Linked DNA regions of Muntiacus reevesi: all the other regions are linked to region 1. Evidence: chromatin contacts called from public Hi-C data. All regions are on one chromosome and are shown on one strand. The core of a region is the stretch at or near the end of the contact, and the rest is flanking DNA. Distances in the headings are between cores, read along the strand shown. Region 1 holds the start of MRPL32 (mitochondrial ribosomal protein L32). Region 2 holds the start of COA1 (cytochrome c oxidase assembly factor 1). Region 3 holds the start of STK17A (serine/threonine kinase 17a).

What was found. A called contact is a pair of places that touch in the nucleus more often than the background predicts.
Region 2: a Hi-C map of muscle shows a contact between it and region 1, with 6 times the contacts expected there. The contact joins the promoter of COA1 here to the promoter of MRPL32 in region 1. A contact is called at or near these places in 2 of 3 Hi-C or Micro-C datasets (blood and muscle).
Region 3: a contact with region 1 is called in a Hi-C map of blood, with 4 times the contacts expected there. The contact joins the promoter of STK17A here to the promoter of MRPL32 in region 1. A contact is called at or near these places in 2 of 3 Hi-C or Micro-C datasets (blood and muscle).

What each region holds. Positions count from the first base shown.
Region 1 is chr6:74,113,003-74,115,546 of mMunRee1.1, forward strand. It overlaps MRPL32 (mitochondrial ribosomal protein L32), which reads right to left and starts at 1,276. Exons shown (of 3, transcript XM_065939717.1): 1 at 1,128-1,276. The coding sequence starts at 1,257. It overlaps PSMA2 (proteasome 20S subunit alpha 2), which reads left to right and starts at 1,458. Exons shown (of 8, transcript XM_065939311.1): 1 at 1,458-1,537. The coding sequence starts at 1,497.
Region 2 is chr6:73,403,998-73,406,541 of mMunRee1.1, forward strand. It overlaps COA1 (cytochrome c oxidase assembly factor 1), which reads left to right and starts at 1,277. Exons shown (of 6, transcript XM_065938800.1): 1 at 1,277-1,353.
Region 3 is chr6:73,541,967-73,544,510 of mMunRee1.1, forward strand. It overlaps STK17A (serine/threonine kinase 17a), which reads right to left and starts at 1,276. Exons shown (of 7, transcript XM_065939092.1): 1 at 934-1,276. The coding sequence starts at 1,139.

The DNA.
Region 1 (2,544 bases), core at 26-2,525:
AGGGAAGTTCAAGAGGGAGGGGACATATGTATACCTACTGTCGATTCACGTTGATGCATGGCAGAAACCAACACAGTATTGTAAAGTAATTACCCTTCAATTAAAAATAAAACAAAAAAAAGAAAAAGATTTCTTTACCATCTCCTTGCTATATTCCTCAGGCCTGCAATATTTCTTTTGGTTTTAGGAACTCTTAAAAATATACAAAGCTGTTTAACACTGGTACTCCTTTTCAATATACCTGAAAGTATTGCTAAGCACAGACCTGTGGTTAATAGCACAGGCTCTGGAAGGTCGGTGTGACCTTGAGGCCTTTCTGAGTCTAGTTCTTCAGTTGAAAAGTGGAGACACCTAATGGGATTGTAGTGGAGATTATCTTACTAAATATATGTTGACTTTGACATTCAGTGGGACTTTCCTGTTGGCTAAGACGGTAAAAGCGTCTGCCTACAAGGCGGGAGACCAGGGTTCGATCCCTGGGTCGGGAAGACCCCCTGGAGAAGGAAATGGCAACCCACTCCAGTATTCTTGCCTGGAAAATACCATGGACGGAGGAGCCTGGCGTGCTACAGTCCATGGGGTCGCAAAGAGTCGGACACGACTGAGCGACTTCACTTCACTTCACTTGAGATTTAGCGGGCTCTTCTGAGTATTATCATTATTATGTTCGGGATAACTTCGAAATCGAGTAGAATGTAAACGTCAAAGGAATGACAATTTTAACAGCCAAGACATTTCCATTTAAAATTAGTTTTCAGGGGAAATAGAGGATCAACAGTCAATTGACAAAGCTCAAATGCCACAGACGGCAAACTGCTTTAGGTGGTGGACTGGACTGGAAAGAAAAGAGGATCTAGAGAGCTCTTGTCCCTTGATGCTAAGTTAATGCACTTCGGTTACATTCCCTGTAGGAATGGGACAGTCAGAGGATGTTTGTTTTCCTTTTTGCAGGGGACTGGGGGCAAAAACTGCTGTCTTTGTTCCTAAGTAAGTGAATGCCCGGAACATCGTCTCCTCCACGCAGCCAAAGATCAGAACACCGGAGCAGGCTAGATACGAGCAAAATTCACCACATTGCCTGGGGTCCCCAGTCCAAACCCTTCTCCACGGAGGCCTTCTTTACGTACCCCATGGCGGACTGGGAAAACCTGGTCGGCTCTGCAGAAGTTTCCGCTGCAGCTGCTTCCAACAGTTCCGGAGAAGTCCTCGGACTGCGGGCAACGGCGGAACCAGCAGCACCAGCATGGTGGGCGCCATGTTGCTCGGCCGAAAGCCACACCCACCAGGCCTCTGGGTCCCGCCCCTACCTTGAGCATGCGCACAGACACAGAGTCGGGCAAACGCGCACTTGGAACTATAACTCCCAGCATGCTTCTGGAGCGGCTCTGCCTTTCCTCCAATCAGAAACCTAGAAAGGAAGGCGCGGGGCGGGGAAAAGAAACTAAACTGGCCTCAGTGCGCATGTGCGCGGATGTGCGTTGGGTCTTCGGGTAAAGATGGCGGAGCGTGGTTACAGCTTTTCGCTGACTACATTCAGGTATGGAAGGGACTTCTGAGGTCCTCCACGTAACTGAGGTTGCAGGAGCTCTGCCGACCAGGTTTTTACCTTCCTGGTCTCTGACTTGGCGCTTTCTGAGGGCCTAGTAGGAAATGGGGGTGGAAATGCGAGTTTGCCAAGTCATTTGCGGGGCCTTCCCGCGGCCCGGGGAGCATTGGTGCCTGGGGGCCGTGGGAACGCTAGTCAGGGTGTCCTGGGAGATCTGTCTAGACGCTGTGGGAAGTTGAGGCCCTCACCCAGGGATTTTCTTTCGCTTTGGAAGTAGAGAAAAAGGCAATTTTGAATGAGCTGCGTCCAGGTTTCCTGTTCAGAACTCAGAAGATTTCCTTCCTGACCCAAGTAGGCCTGATTCAGGAGCTTCTGCAGTTTGGAATTTTGGTCAGCTCTATGGGGTTCCTTTTTCTTGGAAAGCCCCAACTTTACAGTTCAGTTCTAGTCTTAGCTTCCATTTGGCGCTAATGTCTTTGGAAACCTTTTCCCGCTTTCGATTTTTTCGGTGCCCCTACTGGAAGCTTAAGAACTGAAAGTGAAAGTGGTAATGTTTCTAGCCCGGTGTCTTTGTGGGCTCCAAAATAGGCTGTATTTGCTTTGGGGCTGTAATTTTTGGAAGCGGATATGTTTATTTAAAGAAAGATTGTAGGCTTTTAAACTTTAGAGCATTTATGTAAGCATATTTTTCAAAATAAATCAGAGATGCACTGCTTTACTGACCGGAGAAGGATTCAGTTTGGCCATTTTCCCTACGATCAGTAAGGGCCTATTTAATTAAAAATATTATCTGACAGCTAAAGACAGGCGGCATCTAACTTGTTGAGTACTTTATGTGTGGGTGGAGCTTACTCCTTCTCTTTGGGCTACCCTGTGTGATGAATGTTTTCTAAACATCTTACAAATGAGCTGACCACAACTCAAATTCAATAACTCCTCCCTGGTCATAGGTTAACTTTTAAACTGGGTTCTTTCTGACGACAAAATTAATACATTTT
Region 2 (2,544 bases), core at 27-2,526, 710 kb before region 1:
AGCAGGTACAATTTAAAAAAAAATTTTTTTTTGAGCAGGTACGATTTTTTTATAACGGATACAAGTTTTATATGAAAAATTATAGTAGATCCATGCACTTTCCCATTAAAAAACATATAGAGGAAGCATAGACTTTGGATTAAAGATAACATTTTGGTAAAGATTATAAAGAACTTTTCCAGGTTAAAACTGAAAGTTTTACTGTAAAATTTCTTGTAAACAAACTAGTTAGGACTCAATTTCATGATGACAGTATGTAAGATAAGTAAGAAAAGACATTCATTCCAACCTACCTAATGCAAATTTTATTAGTCTTTGAGGTAAATATTGTCTAGTTTACACTTAACTTTTATGATAAGATCTAATGACCTACTCAGTTGTTTTCTCAAAGTAGCTGTGTCAAAATGTCCCCATTTTCTTTTTTTCCTTCCTTCTTTTTAATATTAATTTTCTTTTCTACTTGTATCATTCCTAGGTTTCTTTTCCGTATGGTCTGCTCTGTTTCTCTCTGGCCTCTATCAGTTTCTTTTGATTAAAGAATCCAAGGGCCTGGGTGGTAGGTAACTCTCGAACTTCTAACTTGTCATTAAAGCAAAGGGTGACGTTATAGCGATGATGACAATGGAATAATCAAGATGAAAACAATAACTAGCGCTTATTGAACACTTAAGTACTGCCAGACGAATCTGATCGCTTTACATCCTCATGACAAATCTATTAAGCAACCACTACTACTAATGCATTTTGCTACTAAACGCCATAAGAACCGAGACTGTTACATTTTTCTTAACAATCCATTCCATGGAGCACAGTAAGAATTTAATAAATATTTAATGAATAAAAAGAGTTAGCGTTGTTAAGTTTCTCAGTCGAACTGGCAAGATGGACTTCAGTGCCAGAGCGGGGCTCAGATGGCCCGTGGTTTCGCATCCTTGGAGGTGAATCGAAGCGCCAGATCCCTGCGAGGAGCAACAGGAACCAGTGGTTTTAAATTTCCTAGGCAACCGCTGATGGACTGACAGTATGTTGGGGGCTAGTGGGGGGCACAAGACAAAAAGCCGAGATTTGGGAAGACAAATGCCTTTCTCGCGCTCGACAAGCTTCTGAGAAGCCAGGCAGCAGAACCAATTTCAGCCTCAGAAGCCGCCGCTCTGGCGCCGGGATTTTGCAATCATTCAACTGCTCTAGTGCGTCCTGACTGCTCTAGCCCCGAGAGGAGGTGACGTCGGAAGTCTCGACTGCTCTTCGCGGGGCGTGTCCACCCGCCGGCGTTTGCCCCACCCACTCCCACACGCTCCACTTCCGGAAGGGGCCGTCACGCTCTCTGTGGCGTGGTGTTTCTACGCCTGACAGGTTAGCGTCCACGCGGGAGAAAAGAGTCGGGTCAGTCCTACTCCAAAAGCATTTGTTCTCGCCGTTCTGGAGACGGCTTTTGCGCGAGGGGCGGACTGTTGCTAGGGCAGCACGTCAGGGGCCACCTCCTTGTTGCTGGGTCGTGACCTCCTGGAGCTGCGTGACTGGGGGGACCCGTGGTGGGCTAATCGTGACCTTGTCCCGTGGTCCTTGGTGAGCGTTTCCAGGAGCACATTTGTGAAGAGGTGGAACTGTGCACTCTGTCGGTGGTCCCAGGTTACAACAGTCTGAGAGAGGCCCTGCCTAGATGATTGTATAAAAGAATACTCTGGCTCGGTGGTCATGATCGTTCATCTCCATCACAGCTGAGCTGGTGCTGACCATGGAAATGATTTTCAGCGTTTAAGTGATTTTTCGGGTGTTTGTATAAGCGTGCGTATGCATGTTTGTCAGTCTGTGCGTGTGTGGAAAGGGCTGTAATTTAAAAATCCACAAGTAGTATATTTTGCTACTTTCCTGGTCTCTTCCCCTCATTCCTCTTTATTCTCACCTGAGGGGCATTGCTGTCCTTCACCTTTGGATATAAGCAGCAACTCTCTACTTGAACTTACACATTTAAAACACAGATCTGACTGTTAATCCTCTACTTAAAACCTTACTGACTTTCCCATTGATTCAGGATAGTACAAATTCCTTTGGCTGGATTGAAGACACTTCAGAGTCTTGTTTCTGCTGAATTTTTCAGTCTCATCTCCTTTCATGGGAAACACACGTACACATACATGCTGTATGCCCCTGTCATGCCATCCTGCAGTAATTTCATCTCTTTGACTGTGATAATGTTTCATAATGGTTTACCCACGTTTGGAAATTTACTTTTCCATTCAGTCAGAATTTTGTGAATTCGTGGTATTGCCAGACACTGTTTTAGGAGCTGGGGGAAAATGGAGTTAAAACTGGGGAGAAAAAGTCCAACCTGCAGTCCTTTTGAAAAATAGCAGCTTGATTGAGATATAGTTCACACACCATGGAATTTTAAAATACACACTGCTTTTTAGTACATTCACAAAGTTGTACAACCGACAACCATGATTTTAAAACATTTTCATCACCTCTGAAAGAATCCCTGTACCCACTAGCAATCTCCCTTGAGTTCCTCTTTACCCTACCCCACTTTTATCTCTAAGGAAC
Region 3 (2,544 bases), core at 26-2,525, 570 kb before region 1:
AAAGAAAGAAAGAAAAAAAATCCGCTTGCACGGAGATGCGGGTTCAATCCCTGGTCGGGAAGATCCCCTGCAGAAGGAAATGGCAATACCCACTCCAGTTTTCTCGCCTGGGAAACCTCCCGGACTGAGGAGCCTGGTGGGCTACAGTCCATGGGGTCGCAACAGTGAGACATGACTTACGACTAAACAACAAACCTATCACTCTGTGACCCCTCTTCAACGTACAAGACGTAAAGTATCCAAACAGCCTTCACCTTCTGCGATTTTAAAAACAGACCAAATTCTAAGCTCTCCCTACCCCTACAAAACAACAACGGGATGAGGAAGAAAAGGCAAGGGCCGTATCACGGCGTAGAAAGAGTCAGACAAGGGCCCAGAGTCCACAAGTGAAACCGATCTGAACTTAAAAGGCACACGGACCTAAATATTTCAGAACGCAAACAGCACAAACCCAAGAACCCGCAACTGAAGTCAGCAGAACGCGGCTGACGGAAACTGGCCCAGCGCTGGTGCGAAGGAAGCTGTCAGGCTCGGGGTTCTGCGCTCCTCTATCACAGCCACAGAGCGAGAGGCAGGAACCCACAAGTTCGTAGGCAAAACCAAAGCTGACTCCACACCTGTGCTGACTTCAGACTCGCTGCCGCGGGGAAACGTTCGCAGCGTGGTTCCCACGCCGCCTCGTTAAGTTACCGCACAAGGGACCACAGAGGCTGAAACGCCCGCAGCAAAGGCAGGAAGGGGTCAAGGTGCTGGGGGGAGCCTTTCTCATGGCCGCTACCACGGCTCTGGGGGACGCCGCGCGTGGACTGGAGGCTGGGGGGCCCGCCGCCCTAATCGCCGCCCGCACCCACGTCTGTACCCGGTCCCGGCGCGCTATCTGCGCCCGCGCCGGCCGGCCTCCCGCACTTATCTGCGCGCGCCCGCCGGCCTCACCTGCCCAACTCCCGGCCGGGGGTCAGGGTGTAGGCGTCCTGAAAGGGCTCAGTCCGCACGGCGGTGCGGATCTCCGTCAGCAGTCCGCGGGCCTGGGTCGGGGGCGGCGGCCGGCGCGGCGTGCTCAGACCCCGGCCAGCCCGACCCGAGGCGGAGGCGGCGGCCGGGGAAGAGCCGCCGCTGCCCGGCTTCTCGAGAGGAATCATGGCGCTCGGGCGTGCTTTCCTTGCCTGCCGCCCGGCTCGCTCGGAGCTCCCGGCGGGTAACGGCCCCGCCTCCAGCTGCCTTCGAGCCGGCGCGAGGATGCCAACCGCTCTGCCCGGAGCTGCGCACTGACTGCGGCCGGCTGCCTCCAGGCCGCCCGGCCCCGCCCCACGTCCGGCCCCGCCTCTCCCCTGCCCCCCGCTGAGCTCCCCGCTCCCGAGCGCCGCGTGCCTCACGCGCGCCCTCTGCAGCTGAGGGGGAGAAGGTGCAGCCTGGCGGGCGGCCGCGCGGCTGGCCCAGGCAATCTGCAGGCGACCGACAGCACCACCCTTCTGGCTGGAGGACCCGCTGCGTCAGCCAGTTACGCACCTGCTGAGCATCTGAGTGTTGCAAATCTGAGCCCTGCATTAATGAAAATGCGTAGGAGCTACCAGCCAGAGCTTCACGATCCCTTCCCTTGGGCGGGTCAGGAGAGGTGATGCTACTCAGATCAGGGCTGCTCTACAGCACGTGGAAGTTGCCTGGGGCATCTGGTACCTTCCCACACTGAGAGGAGGACGTGAAGGCAAGAGATGAATAAATATTTTTAAGCCCGCATACCAGTCCTACAGTCTTCTCTGTATTTAACTTTCAAGGTGCTCTCATCCGGTCTTGTGGTTTTAATTACATCCGTGTGCTCATGATTACAAATTTTTTATCTCCACCTTCCAATCATTCTCTGAACTTCAAACTCATATATTGAAATATACACTTGGCATCACCAGTTGGATGCCAAATTAGCATCTCAGACTTAACGAGCAGAAGTCATCTCCTGATCATCCTTCATAAATGCACTCCGACCAAGTTTCCCCACCTCAGTAAATGGCATTTCCATCCTTCCAGTGGTTCAAGCCAAAAACCTTGGGGTCAACATTGACTCCTCTTTTTCTCTCACACCCCTCATCCATTTTGTAAGCAAATCTTCTTGGCTTTACCTTCAAAACATCCAGAATCTGACCACTCCTCTCCCACGTGACCACAACTACCATTCTCTCTTGTCTGAATTATTGTGATAGCTCCCTAACTAGGCTGTCTGCTACCATCCCTCTTCCTCCTCAATTCCACATCATTTATTTTTGAGGCAACCAGAGTGATCTTTTAAAAAATCTAAGTTAGATCATGTCATTACTCAGAGTTTTGCTTCTGGCAATGATGAGTTAGTCTATGTGTGAGCAATTCTCTCACTGAGAAAGTTGGGAAAAAATTTTAAATCAGATAGTCCTCTACTTGAAACATCAGAGAGTTTCAAAAGCAGCAAGAACTTGAACCACTGAGATCCTGACAAGAAAGGCAGCCCAGAATGGCACCCCTTTCCCATGAAGCATTTGATAATTCCAAAGCAATGACTGAAAGGGTGAGAAAATAAGC